Linked DNA regions of Ovis aries: region 2 is linked to region 1. Evidence: chromatin contacts called from public Hi-C data. All regions are on one chromosome and are shown on one strand. The core of a region is the stretch at or near the end of the contact, and the rest is flanking DNA. Distances in the headings are between cores, read along the strand shown. Region 1 holds the start of TXN2 (thioredoxin 2). Region 2 holds the start of IFT27 (intraflagellar transport 27).

Region 1 (6,647 bases), core at 3,900-6,399:
TGGCTGAGACCAAAGCTGTGGTATCCGGAGGGAGGGAGCCTAAGACATGTGGAGTCTGTCCGTCCTCCTGGGGTGGCCAGAAGCTCCAGCCCTGAACTCACACCGGAAGGCCATACCCACGCCCACAGCTCCCGCGGGTCTCTGGGGAGGGATGGACAAGCAACAAAGTCAGGGGGCCCTAAATGGCCAGACCAGTGCCTCCCTGACTGAGCGGCCAGTGGGACAGCTGAGCCCTGTAAGCCGCTCTGGTCACCCAGTGCTGTGGGCAGTCTTACTGGGGTAACATCCCCCCAACCACCTGCAGTCATCATCTGTGGCTTTACCTGCCCAGCATCTCTTGCCCTTGCCTCTGGTCAGGGCAGCCCGGCTTTCCTCGAGGGACCACTCCTAGCCCCAGGTCTAGGGGCAGCCAGTCTATTCTCACCCTGCCCCTACCCATTTCCTGCCACAGGGACTGTGGTGGACAGGCATCTCTACTTGACTTGGTCTCAAGGGAATCAAACATGGACTTCCAAAGTCTGAGAAAGGGAGAGGCCACCTCTTTCATCACTACTACCAGGAAAGAGTGAAGGTTCACTATGGCCAGAACCCGATATTTCAGAGAACCAGAAATACGGATTTTCGCATGAAATCTTCTCAGTTTTAAATATTAGCATCCAGTCCATTACTGAAAAAAAAAAAAAACACCACTTCGAGGACCAGCCCAGTCAAGTCACTGAGCCAGATGTGACCCTGGCTCTGTAATGACTGTCTTCAGCATGGCTATTCAGGGTCCTCCCAATGCGGCCACAGTCGGCCTTCCCAGCTGCCTGTTTGCTCACTCAGGGTCTTTGTAAAAGATATCTGCTCTGCCAGAATCCACTTCTAAAGAGCTGCATCGTTCATTCTTTACCCCTTCCAGGTCTCTGCTCAGATGGTGCTTTTCAGTGAGGCCTTCCCTACCCAACCCTTTAAAAAAAGGAAACCCTCCCTGCCCTAGGCCCAGCACTCCCACCTGCTATTCCTGATTTCTTTTTTCCCAGGACACTTATTATCTGAAACAGGGAACAGTGACCTGTGGCCCACAAGTCTAACCCTGGAATTTTGTAAATGAAGTTTTGCTGGCACATGGCCGTGCCCATTCATGTAGATTCTATGGTTACCCTCGAGCTACAAGACAGGCGAGCATTTGCAACAGAGACCGGTGTCCTACAAAGCCTCAAACAGGTACCATCTTGTCCTTTAGAGAACAAGTTTGTGGACGCCCAATCTAAAACACTAGCACTCAGGCTCCACGAAGGCAGGGACTCTGTTAGTTCTGTTCACTGCCGCATCCTCAGCCCCGAGTCACAGCCCTGGCATTGAAGGCACTCTGGATACATGTCTGCTGAAGAAATGGACAAGTCAATCAAACACGGGAGAGCAGCTCATGTCTTCGTGTCTGTGTGCTCTTGGCCCTGCCTTCTTCACAGCTCTGCTCAGAGGGTCCCTCTAACGTGACACATTCCTTGTCCCCTCTACTCCCCTCCCTGCTCCCCTTGGGACAAGGAGCTCATCTTGTTTGTGCCAGCATCATGTACGCCTGGCACACTGCAGGGACGGATAGATGAATCCATGAATGAGGAAGGGCCATCAACTTCCTGAGACTCAGAGAAAAACCTGGTGTTTGGGATCATACATCCCAGTTCCTAAAGGTATTGAAGAGAGACAGAAGGCTCAGAAGATTAATGGAGTCACAGCTGCAAAGTTCTAAACCCCTGAGAGTTCTAGAAAGAATCAGGACACCCCCTTACTGACTCCCTGCTGGTCCCTAAGACATTTCCAGCTACCCCGTGACCCCAAGCACCCCCACCAGCTGCCCTGTAGCAATCCCCTGCCGATCCATACCTCATACTCTAGGGCGAGGTCTGTGTGATCATCGATATCCACTTTGGCCATCACCACCTTTCCATGCTGCTTGGCCACCACCTTCTCTAACCGGGGCCCCAGGATCTTGCAGGGACCACACCACCTTGGAAGGGAAGAAAGAAGCATCCCATCACAAAAGTGCTCGCCCAATGATCTATAGTCCTCTGGGACCTTCCCTCATCCTACGTCTCTCTGCTGGACCCTCTCCCCTGGTTACCTCTCCCTACAGTGTGTGAATGTTAACCTGCAATGCTGACATGCCGGTTAATTACAGGAGACTCTGTAACCAGGGAATTTTCACAGGTCCTGGATTTCTAATAACATGGGCCTCATCCTAAGATTCTTAGAAGAGTTATTTCACTAATTTCACTCTACCTAAAAGAAATAAACTGTTGTACAGAGGAAAATGGGATTTGAAGTTAAAACGTTTAGGTTCAAAGACAGGCTTTCTCACCAATCAGCTAATTATTCTGAAGCCTCAGTTTCTTCATGTGAAAGAGACTGTGGCTGTCAAAGCTGTGATGACAAATTAACTAACACGATGTGGATAAATGTGCTTTGTAAGCTGCGGAGTTACTTCAAACACCTCACAGCCTCAGAACTAAGGTAGCAGAAACCAGTGGCTAGGGAGTTTCATGACATGCCAGTCACAGCACCAGGACCTCTTCAGTTTTTACTACTCAGAACCGTCAACCTAGCAAAGGAAAAAAAAAAAAAAATCTTCCTAAGAAACTGAGGCCCATACAAGTTCCCAGAACTGTGCAAGGTCTGGGACTGCATCCAAGACTGTGTTCCAAGGGTCCTCTTTGAGGCCCAGGTTACTCTGTGATCCCTGAGGCCCTGGGTCAACCGCCATGACTGCACTGGACACAGATGTTCCCCTCCAAGTGGTAAGCCTAGGCTGTTATCCCTAAGTATGTGGCACTAAGGACAGTGGCTGGCACTCAATGAACAAATTCAACCCTTGCTTTCTTGGTGGGGAAGAAGATGAGGCATCAGCCAACTCTTCATCCATCTTGGAAGCTCTCTCTGGTGTACTCACCAGACCAGGATGGCAGGATAGCTCTGCCTTCCATGAATCCTTGGTTGGTGACTCCCGTTTTATTCTCAGCCTTTAAAACCCTTTGCATTCAGAGATTCCAACAAATAAACTCACAACACCTAAAAACCCAGTCTGCAAGGCTTTATCTCCCACCACAAGTGAAGACAAGAAGGAACAAGGCCACCACATGGCCTGCCCAAGGTACATGGTGAGTCAGAGAAAGAATAGGAACAAAACCAAAAGAATCTGTCAGTGGTTTGTCCAGAAGGCCTTCCAACTTTTAACTCAGGCTACACTGGTTCCTTTCAGGCTGCCCTATTTTGAGGGGTTTGTCCAGTTGTTTTGGAGTCAGACATTGAGCCAGGTCTCAAAGGTCCAGAAATGAAGAAGGCCAGGCCAACCACCAGAAGACCATAGGCACTTAAATATCCCTAAAACGAACTCATACAGCATTGGAAAGAAACTCTCTGCCCATGGCCTGCAAGTGTGGGCACCACTGCAATGGCACTGAAAACTTTTTGCCAGCCCTTTCCAGTCTGGATGGCAAGAGGTTAAAATAAAACTAACTCTCTGCAGGGATCTGTATACATTTGGTATACACCAAAGGGCAGATGATGCTAGAGGCATGTTTTCCCTGAGTTGAAAACGACCTGAGCCTCTTGGGCAGTGAGATACAGAATATAAGTGCTTCCAAGCACTAATCATAGTGAGTTTTTAAAAGTTATTTTTAATTGAAAGATAATTGTTTAACAATATTGCATTGATTTGTGTCATACATCAACATAAATAAGCCATAGATATACGGAGTGAGTTCTGAAGACTGTTTACTAGTCTGTCTCCTATCAAACTACACGTAATCTTTGCGAGAAGGGATTGGGTCTCCTCAGCCTTTGCAATGAGTCTAAGTATGTTGTTGTTCATTCACTTAGTTGTATCTGACTTTTTGTGACCCCGAGTCCATCTATGAGAAGTATCAAACGGAGTACTGAGACACAGAAGCCTCTCAATAAATAAATACCTGAACAAGCCATACCCCAGGCTTTCGCGAAACCCCAGGACTCACTGTGCATGGAAATCCACAACCACTGGTGTCTCACTATTGACAACTCGGTCTTGAAAGTCAGGTCCATCTTGGATGTTAAAGGTTGTTGAACAGACTCTGGTGGTGTATATAGACCGGGCTTGGCTGGGTGCTACTGTCAGGTAACCAGGACTGTACTGTGGGGTCTGCAGGGCCCTGGAGGCAACGGGTGCCCACCGACTCTGAGAGGGCTTCCCAGAGATTATGGAGGTCAGGAACCTCCTCAGAAGAAGTCGCTGAGCCATCTGTGAGGGGAAGAGGCAGGGACAGTGGGGGCAGTCAACATATCAGGAAATAATAATAAAGACGCATGTGGGAGTACGGTGGTGGTGGTGGTGGTGGTGGTTGGTGAGGGGGAGGTTCAAGACGCAGGACCAGAAGTAAAACGCTGGAAAATAATCCATAAGATTTCTGGAGTAGAGGTGAGTAAAGGATGAGAATCAAAGGGAAGGAATCAATAACCAGCACAGGTTAAAAAAAAAAACAAAAACAAACAGTACCAGAAAACTGGGTCGACAACCAATGAATCAGGATCTTACGGAATTACAACAGAAGAGGAGGAACCAATATTTACAAAGCATCCCCTAACAGTCAGGTATCTTACGTACATTAGTCTTCCTAGATCAACGTTGCGAATGTTTCAATAACGCTATCACTCAAAAGGATTCCGAGGCTCAGGTAAATTGTGACATGCCCAAAATACATTATTAAATAAGAGTCAACAATGGAACCCAAGGCGGTCTGAGAAATTCTTACTCTATCGATTACTCTCCCTAAAAGTATTTTAATGGAAAATTAAAGACAAAGAGAGGGTTGTCAAAGGATCAGGAAAGAGGAACCACAATTCAGGGAGCAACGAAGAGGCATGGGGGCAGGAATGTGGGGGAACTAAAAAGGAGGGACGTGTGTGTAGAAGGAACTGGGGAACTGGACGTCAGCAGGGACCCCGGCTCCTCGGAAGACAGGTTCCCCCCTCCACGGTCTCCGCCCGCTGGGCCGCCGGCCCGCACAGGAAAACGCCTGCAGTGTGCCTCAGCCGCGACATCACCTCGAGCCACCCCAAGGGCCTCCTACCTCCCTGCAGCGAGAGCGGAGGGATGCACAGCGGGTCCCTCCGCACCGGTCAAGGGCACTTCTGTTGTCACTTCCCGAGGGGGCGAGCCTTTACCGTCACTTCCGGGGACGGGCAACCTAGAGCAAGTCTTTCCGTAACGCGAGGAAAGACGGGGGCGGAGCCTCAGCTGAAAACCGGAAGAGAAGGACTCCTGGAGGAAGAAACCGGAAAGGGGGCCGTTCTTTAGGGGAGAGACCGGAAGGGGCGTGTCTCCAGAGGAGGAGCCGGAAGAGGCCGGCAGGCCGGAGGGGAGGAGCCGGAAGAGGAAGGGAAGGAGGAGAGGGCGTCCGCAAGGTACTGGCTGGAGAGAAGGGCGGGAGGTGTGGTTCCGGAGTTTGCAAACTCTTGGCTTATCGGCCGTACAACATCGACCACTCCTTTGTCTCATTGTCTCGGTGCTTCTTCGGAGCCAAAGAGGGCGCATTGTGGCCCTTGGGTGTCGCAAGCGACTGTATAATCTCAGGGTTTGGGGCAAGTCACCCTGCCCCTGGGGGCTTCAGTTTCTCAATATGTGACCTGAAAGGCTATACTTATTCTCCCCCCAGGACCCTCAAGCTCGTCTCTTTGGAATGCTGGGGAACTGGGCCCAGACTAGATACCAGATGGCCATGTTACTTGGAGGGCTTGCCTTTGAGGCCCCTCGTAAAGTGTGATGACCTGTGAACCTGCTTGGGCCTGGGTCTTGCTTGCACATCTGTTGTCACTGTCATGGACAACAGGGGTTTAGGCACGTGTGTCCCAGGCTGGTGTCTCAGTCACCCCTTGTCTCTCCTGCACCCTGTACCTTACCTTATGACCTGTTCTGTGAATACATCAGTGCCTTGTCCTTCCTCCTTGCCTTTGCTTAAAAAAAATTTTTTTTCCCCTCTGTCCACTTGGTAGAATACCTCCTCATCACCTCTTCTTCGAGCAACATTTCTTGCCTCCTTCTCCCTGGTGCTTTGTCCAGAACTTTGACACGTTGCACAGTGTCTGTCTTCCACGAGATCATGTGCTTCCTGAGAGTAGGGATTTGTAGCTTTTACACATTTCCATAGGCCCAGCACCAACCTGATACAGTGCCTGACTCACAGAGAATGTGCCATAGATGCTTATAAAACTGCATATCTTTTGCTATCCCAGAGAATGGTTCACAGTCTGAGTGGTTGGTTATATGGCTTGCCCAAGGTCATGAAGCAGGTAAATTGGCAGAGCCCCATCTCTCACGCCTCCATTTCAATCTACACTACAGCCAGTGGGAATCCTAATTACATAGAGTTTGCTTAAATCTCTCTTCTATGCTTGTGCTGTGTAGTTGCTACTCCCAATGACTGGAAGGCTTTTCCCTCTACTGTCCATCTGAGGAAGTGCTGCCAGCTACCAGATTAGGCATCATCTCTGGAGACACACCTGATCCTCTTTGAGTGGGGTTAAATTGCCTCCACTGAGCTTCCACAGCCCCTGTGCATCTATCCGTCAGTCAGGCACTCAGTGCCCGAGATTGTTTCTGTTTACTCCTCCCTCACTATGCTGTCTGCACCTGG
Region 2 (6,230 bases), core at 1,149-3,648, 260 kb after region 1:
AGAGCAACCTTCCAGGGGGGCACAATCATCACCCCCATGTCTGCCAAGAGGCACTAAGTCCATGGTACTCAGGGCACAGATCCCAGATCCAAGGCTTATGAGCTGTGTGACCTTGGTTCTGTAATCTCTCTGGGTCTCAGCTGCTACATCTCCAAAATGGGGAATAACAATACCCATCTCAGAGAATCATTATGAGGATTTAAGGAGTTAACATTTACAGCACCTGACATATATTAAGTAATATTTAAGTGATCTGGAAGCACATAAAATACAGATAAATGTTAAGTGCTGCTTTCTCTCTTCATCTGAAGCAGCACACAATTAGCAGCTGTGCCTTGAGGTATTCCTCTGGGAGCTGGCACACAAAGGGTGTTTGCTGCGTTATAAGCGTTTGTGTGCAATCCAGGGCTTCCTTCAGTGTGGGAGTGGGCTGGGTTCATCCTGGGATTCCCAGTGCACCTTGCGTGGTGACTTACACATAGTAGGTGCTCAGTAAATATGAGGACTGAATAAGCACTTGAATTATCAGGACCTTTGGTAGTTAGTTCTGTGAGAGAACAGATGCAGATTGACTCCATTTAAAGAGCTGGTCAGTGCGGGAGGAGGTGCATGTGGTGGGGTGGAGATGGGCTGGGCATAGTGATTCCCTGCACTGAGCTCTGTTGGTCCCTGGAAACTTCCAAGATGAGACAGATATCCTTAAGGCCTCAAAAGGAGGCTACAGATTGAGGGCTGGGCTGGAGTTTAGGAACGACTATTAAGGCCACGGATGAAATCAGGTAAAACTAGTATCTGAGGGTGTGAGTATAAAGGACAAGGAGTCTAGAATCAAGGCCTGTGATGGTAGCCTGTGGGGCTAAGAACAAGCCCTGGAAATCAGATCACCTGGGTCTAGATACCAGCTCAGCCAAATCCAGCTGTGTGACCCAGGGCAAATGCCCCAACCTCTCTAGGCCTCAGCTACCCCATCTGTAGAGGAGAATGACGATAATCCTGACCCCATAGAGCTGTTGAGATGACCTGTGCTGAGCGTATAGCACAGCGCAGGCACAAAGATGATGCTCAGTAAGTTAGCCTCGTGATAGAAGTTGATTTAAAAAAGAAATAGGAGAAAGAACAGTCAGAGAGAGAAGCCCATTTAAAAAAACAAAAATCTAACTTCAGAGAAAAACGTCTTCACCTTATCCATGAGGAGACTGAGGCTCAGAGAAGCGCTTTGTCCAAGAGGACACAGCCAATCTGTAGAATTATTTTTGTTGCACAATACTGCCCCCGCTGGTGCTCTGGAAACTAGACACTGCTTTTGAAGACCATTCATTTCTTTTGCTCCAGCATGATCTGAGTGACTTCGATCAGTCATCTTTCTGTGTGACCCTTTTACTTCCAAACTGGAAAAGTCATTACAAACACCACCCCTTTCAGTCTGAAAGAGAAGAATAAAAAAAAAAAAGAATCTCCATTTTCTCTACATAATCTCTCACTGCTTCTTTCCTGAATTGGTCAGAAAAACCTGGAAAGGTCACAGGTTTAACAGTAACACAAGTTAAGAATTACGGGGGTGAGCAGATCTGGAGGGTGGGAATCCTGGCTAGGACCTTCCTTCACTCGGGGGTGACCTTGGGCAAGAGACTTCATCTCAGTCCTCAATGAGGTCAGAACAATTCAGCATCTAACCCAGGGTGTCATGCTGTGCTTAGTTGCTCAGTTGTGTCAGATTCTGCAACCTCACGCACTGTAGCCCGCTAAGCTCCTCTGCCCATGGGGATTCTCCAGGCAAGAATACTGGAGTGGGTTGCTATTCCCTTCTCCAGGGGATCTTCCTGACCCAGGGATTGAACCGGGTTCTCCTGCACTGCAAGCAGATTCTTTACCAGCTGAGCTACCAGGGAAGCCCTACTCCAGGGTGCTACCTACTGTGAAAGGGTTAAATGAAATACATGTGCCTGGCAACGCAGCAAGGACTCAGGAAAGTACATCTGTGCTCTGAGGTCCCAGGTCCATAATCCACCTAAGTCACCGATGCCTAACTTTGGAGTACAGCACATGGTTTCGTTAAAGCATTTATGGTGAGCTTAGCCTGATTTTGTTAAAAGCCAGTCTGCTCCTCTTGAGTACAGCTCCAATTGTTGACGGGGGTCTCAGAGTGTGACAGGGAGCGAAGGAAACCAGCCGCAGCTCCAAGTGTGCTCTGGAAGATGATTATCCCGTGCCTAATGGAATTTACTCTATCAGTAACTGCATTAACTCGCCTTTGGAAGAGAGAAAGGGAAAGACGGTAGACAACTTACGTGAACAAAAGTTCTCAACAATTTATGAAGTCTCTGGACTCCGGACACTGTATTCGCCCGCAAGTTTTCAGACTCACCTGCCAGGATGCATTTGGCTGCCAGCTTCACCATGGTAACCAACCACCTCCACGGACCAGACAAGAGAAGAGCGGCTGCTGGAGGCGTTGGTGGCCCTGTCTGGGAAGGGGAGTAGGGAGAACTGGCGCTCAAGGGGCCAGTGGCCGCGGTGGGGACCGGGACAATGGGGCCTGGACCCTCCGGGCAGCCCGCGGGGCGGTATCTGGCGCTAGGATCGCGGTGGGGCGCGGAGGAGCGCTAGAAGGGGTCAAGTTCTTCAGAAGGAAGCCGGGAAGGTGCCAGGGAGGCGATGCGGCTCCCGAACCCAGTCCAGCCCCCGGCAGTGTGGTTCGGGAACAGTGACCTAGACACCCTCCGGCCCCCAGCCCCACTGTGGCTGCGATCGCAGGGCAACCACCGCCCGCCTGCCCCGCCTCCTCGTCCCCCCTCCTCCTCGCTGGCCATCGATTGGCTGCCATCAAAAACTCCCGCCCCGACTAGAGCTCACGGAGACCAGTGAGAGAAGGGGGCAGGGCTAACAGCCTTTCCTCGCCAGATAATTCGTAGTAGTAACTGCTCTTCAAGTTTATCTCGCTTGACTAATAGTTGCAGAAGATGTCAATCATTTCCGCCTCCCGTCCCCGCACGGCTTGAAAGTTCAGGGAAAAGCAGCTCCAACCTAGTATATCCAGAAGCGGTGATAAAACAAGCTTTCTGATTGGTCAGTGGCTGGCTAGGCCCATCTTTGGGAGAAATGGGGACTCGCCGTACCCTCCTGCCCTTCTGGAAGTGGGTTCGCCCATGAAGGGGGCCTTTCGAGAGCGCGGGAGACTGGAGCGGCGCCGGCGCACTGGACCGAGGTGCGCTTGCCCAGGCCGAGCTTTGAGCCAGCTTGACCTCGCTGAAGCAGCGCTTTTCGCCCCTCCAAGATTCCAGGGAGCGTGGACGTAAAGTGCATCAAGAAATCCAGTCTTTGGCTCCTTAAAGCCCAGGGATGTTATGTGCTTTAAATACGAAAGTGTTAAAAGTGATGTCTATGGACAAAGGACAAGTGGAGGATGTGGGGGAGCGGTTGGACTCAGGAATTTGAAGTTGTACTTTCCGCTGAGCCCAGCCCGTCTTGTGAGTGGAGAACGTATCATATACCACACCTGGAATGAAAGCAAGCATCCTGAATACTTCCCTTCCCCGCCCCCCACCTCCCAAGGAGGCTGACTTTCCCGGGAGGCCCCTCTTGCTCTGCGGTCAGGTACCCGAGACTGAAATCACTGTCGTCTTCCTGACCTGGGCAAGTGGCCCTGAGTCTGTTTCCTCACTTTTGAAAGGGGCTCGTAGAATCCACCTTCTTCGGTTGCCCTGAGACTGTAAGTGCCTGAGACACAGTAGGTGTTCAGCAGTGATGAATGAATGAATGAGAAGAGATTTACTGAACAGATTGGGTTTATCATCACCGTCATGTTGGCCAGATGCCTGCACCCCTTTTCTCACTCCTGCCGGTTCCTCTGGGATGGCTGGTGCTGAAAGGGAAGAACAGCGACCCCCCCCCCCCCCCACAGGGAAGATGCAGCCTCCAGAATTTGCTTTCATATGCCTTTCATTTAGGGCCTCCCAGGTGGCACTGTGGTAAAGAATCTGGCTGCAAATGCAAGAGACACAGGAGATGTGGTTTCGATCCCCGGGTAGAGAAGATCCCCTGGAATAGGAAATGGCAACCTACTCCAGTATTCTTGCCTGGAAGATTCCATGGGCAGGGGAGCCTGGTGGGCTACAGTCCATGAGCTTGCAAAGAGTTGGATATGACTGAGCATGCACACACATGCCTTTCATTTACATGGAACCTCTCTCACCTGCCGGGTGTCTTACTGTGGCTGCCAATCTTTCTCAGGGCAATGAACACACACATGTTCTACAAACTGCTGCAAATGCTTCAGTCTTGAATCAGGACTGAAACAATGCAAGTTGTCTGGAATTATCTTTCCTTGCCAATCATTCCTGGTGTTATGGTTAAGACCTGTCTCCTGCATTCCGACTTACTAACTTGTTTTCTTGGGAGACATCAGGCAGTCTGTCTCAGACTCCCCAGGTCTCGGTGAGTCACAAAGCCTCTCCTGGTCTTCCTGCCTCTGCCTCCAGACTATCCTGTTAATCCCTTAAAGGACCCCTTGAGTGAGTCAACCTCCTGAGGCAGCTCCATGGGGCTCAGATGCTGAGATCCGTCTGGGGGTAATACCTCTGGGAACCTCAGTTTCCTCATCTGTGAAGGGGTGGGGGGGTAATAATTGCACCTCCTTTATGGGGTTGTCCTCCTCAGCACCACATCTGCCCTGGCCCTTTCCTTCCTGTTCCTGGGTGTGATTTTGGTTAATACTGTTGTAAGAGCATTTTATGTCTTCCCAGAGGGGCTTCCCTGGTGGCTCAGGACTGTAAAGAATCTGCCTGCAATGCAGGAGATCTGGGTTCAATCCTTGGGTGGGGAACGTTCCCTGGAGAAGGAAATGGCAACCCACTCCAGTATTCTTGTGTGGAGAATTCCATGGACAGAGGAGCCTCCATGGGGTCGCAGAGTCAGACATGACTGAGCAACTAACGCACACGCATAGAGGTGGTAAACCCCATACGGTGAGTTCTCCCATTTCACTCCGCCATCCCAAGGGCCTTCTATACCCTGTTGATGATGAAACAACAGCCGCATGACTATCACTGGGTTTTAGGGGACCAGAGAGTTTGGGAGCCATAAGGACGCTTGAGATATCCTAGTCTAACCCCTCCCTGAGCCGCTATAACAGAGCTGGCATTTGCCAAGCCCACACTGAGAGCTGGCCTCAGTTTGAGTGCTCTAAAGAATTCATTAACTTACTATTCATGTTCCTGTTTGATATTGACAATAACCCCTTTGAGACATGTATCATCTCTGATAAACAGGGAGACTGAGACCCAAATGAGGTGAAATCAGATGCCCAAGGTCACAAGGCTGGTGAAGGGGGGAACTGAAGGCAGGTAGACCATCAACCTCTTGGCCCCTACTGGGACCTCTCCTGCCTCTAATCCTCTCACAGTTCTTTCCATCCTAGAGAGTAAATATTGATTGAGTTCCTTGCACTAATAGCTCCTGCTGATTGAGCATTCAATATTCCAGACATGTGCTACACACTTCACATCCTATCTCTTATAGGATGCAATGACTCTGGGAAGTGGAAGGGATCATTCCTTCCATTTCTCAGGTAAGGAAACTGAGGCCCACAGAGAGCCCAGGCTCATGCAAGAAGAATCAGAACCAACCTCAGGTCTCCTGATCTTGGGACCAATGTTTTTTTCCATTGCTTGGTGTACTCTTTCTGTTTTCATTAATAAGCTTTTCTTGAGTGCCTGCTCTGGGCCAGGCCCTGTGCTGGTTGCTGGGTCATGAAATGAAGGTGCCAGAGACCCAGGCAACTCTGGCAAATGTTGGCTATGGGGGAATACTGGCCCAGTCATATGGAGCCCTGCATTTTCTAGAGGAGCCAGGAATCTGAATTTCTTTTGTGTGTGTAGTCCCCCGACTCACAAATTTTCGCAATGAACTTCAGTTTAAAACACTGCAGCAGCTGCAGTTGAACACCTCTGTTGTCTGGTTCACTCTGGGGGCTGCCCAATTGTGACATTTAGTTGAGAAAGACAGATGCGTGAACAAATCTTATGACAAGAGTAGACACAGGACCCCAAGGAGCACTCTTAACCCTGGTTAGGTGGAGTTGGGAAGGATGTTCTGGCAGGAGAGCCTTGAGGAATGGGTAGGAATTTACAAGGTGGACACAGGGGTAAGGACTTCCTGGGTAGATGAGACAGCACATGCAAAGGCGTGGAGCCGTGGGAATGAGCTGAACATTTGGAGGATGGCAGGTGACA

Evidence for each region. Hi-C and Micro-C count contacts between places; a contact is called where the count stands out from the background.
Region 2: a contact with region 1 is called in a Hi-C map of tail adipose tissue, with 5 times the contacts expected there. The contact joins the promoter of IFT27 here to the promoter of TXN2 in region 1. A contact is called at or near these places in 2 of 16 Hi-C or Micro-C datasets (blood and tail adipose tissue).

Annotation. Positions count from the first base shown.
Region 1 is chr3:180,535,260-180,541,906 of ARS-UI_Ramb_v3.0, forward strand. It overlaps TXN2 (thioredoxin 2), which reads right to left and starts at 5,150. Exons shown (of 4, transcript XM_004006719.5): 1 at 5,085-5,150; 2 at 3,993-4,255; 3 at 1,867-1,990. The coding sequence starts at 4,255. It overlaps LOC105610956 (a long non-coding RNA gene), which reads left to right and starts at 5,339. Exons shown (of 3, transcript XR_001434419.4): 1 at 5,339-5,418.
Region 2 is chr3:180,799,211-180,805,440 of ARS-UI_Ramb_v3.0, forward strand. It overlaps IFT27 (intraflagellar transport 27), which reads right to left and starts at 2,399. Exons shown (of 7, transcript NM_001126366.1): 1 at 2,366-2,399. The coding sequence starts at 2,399.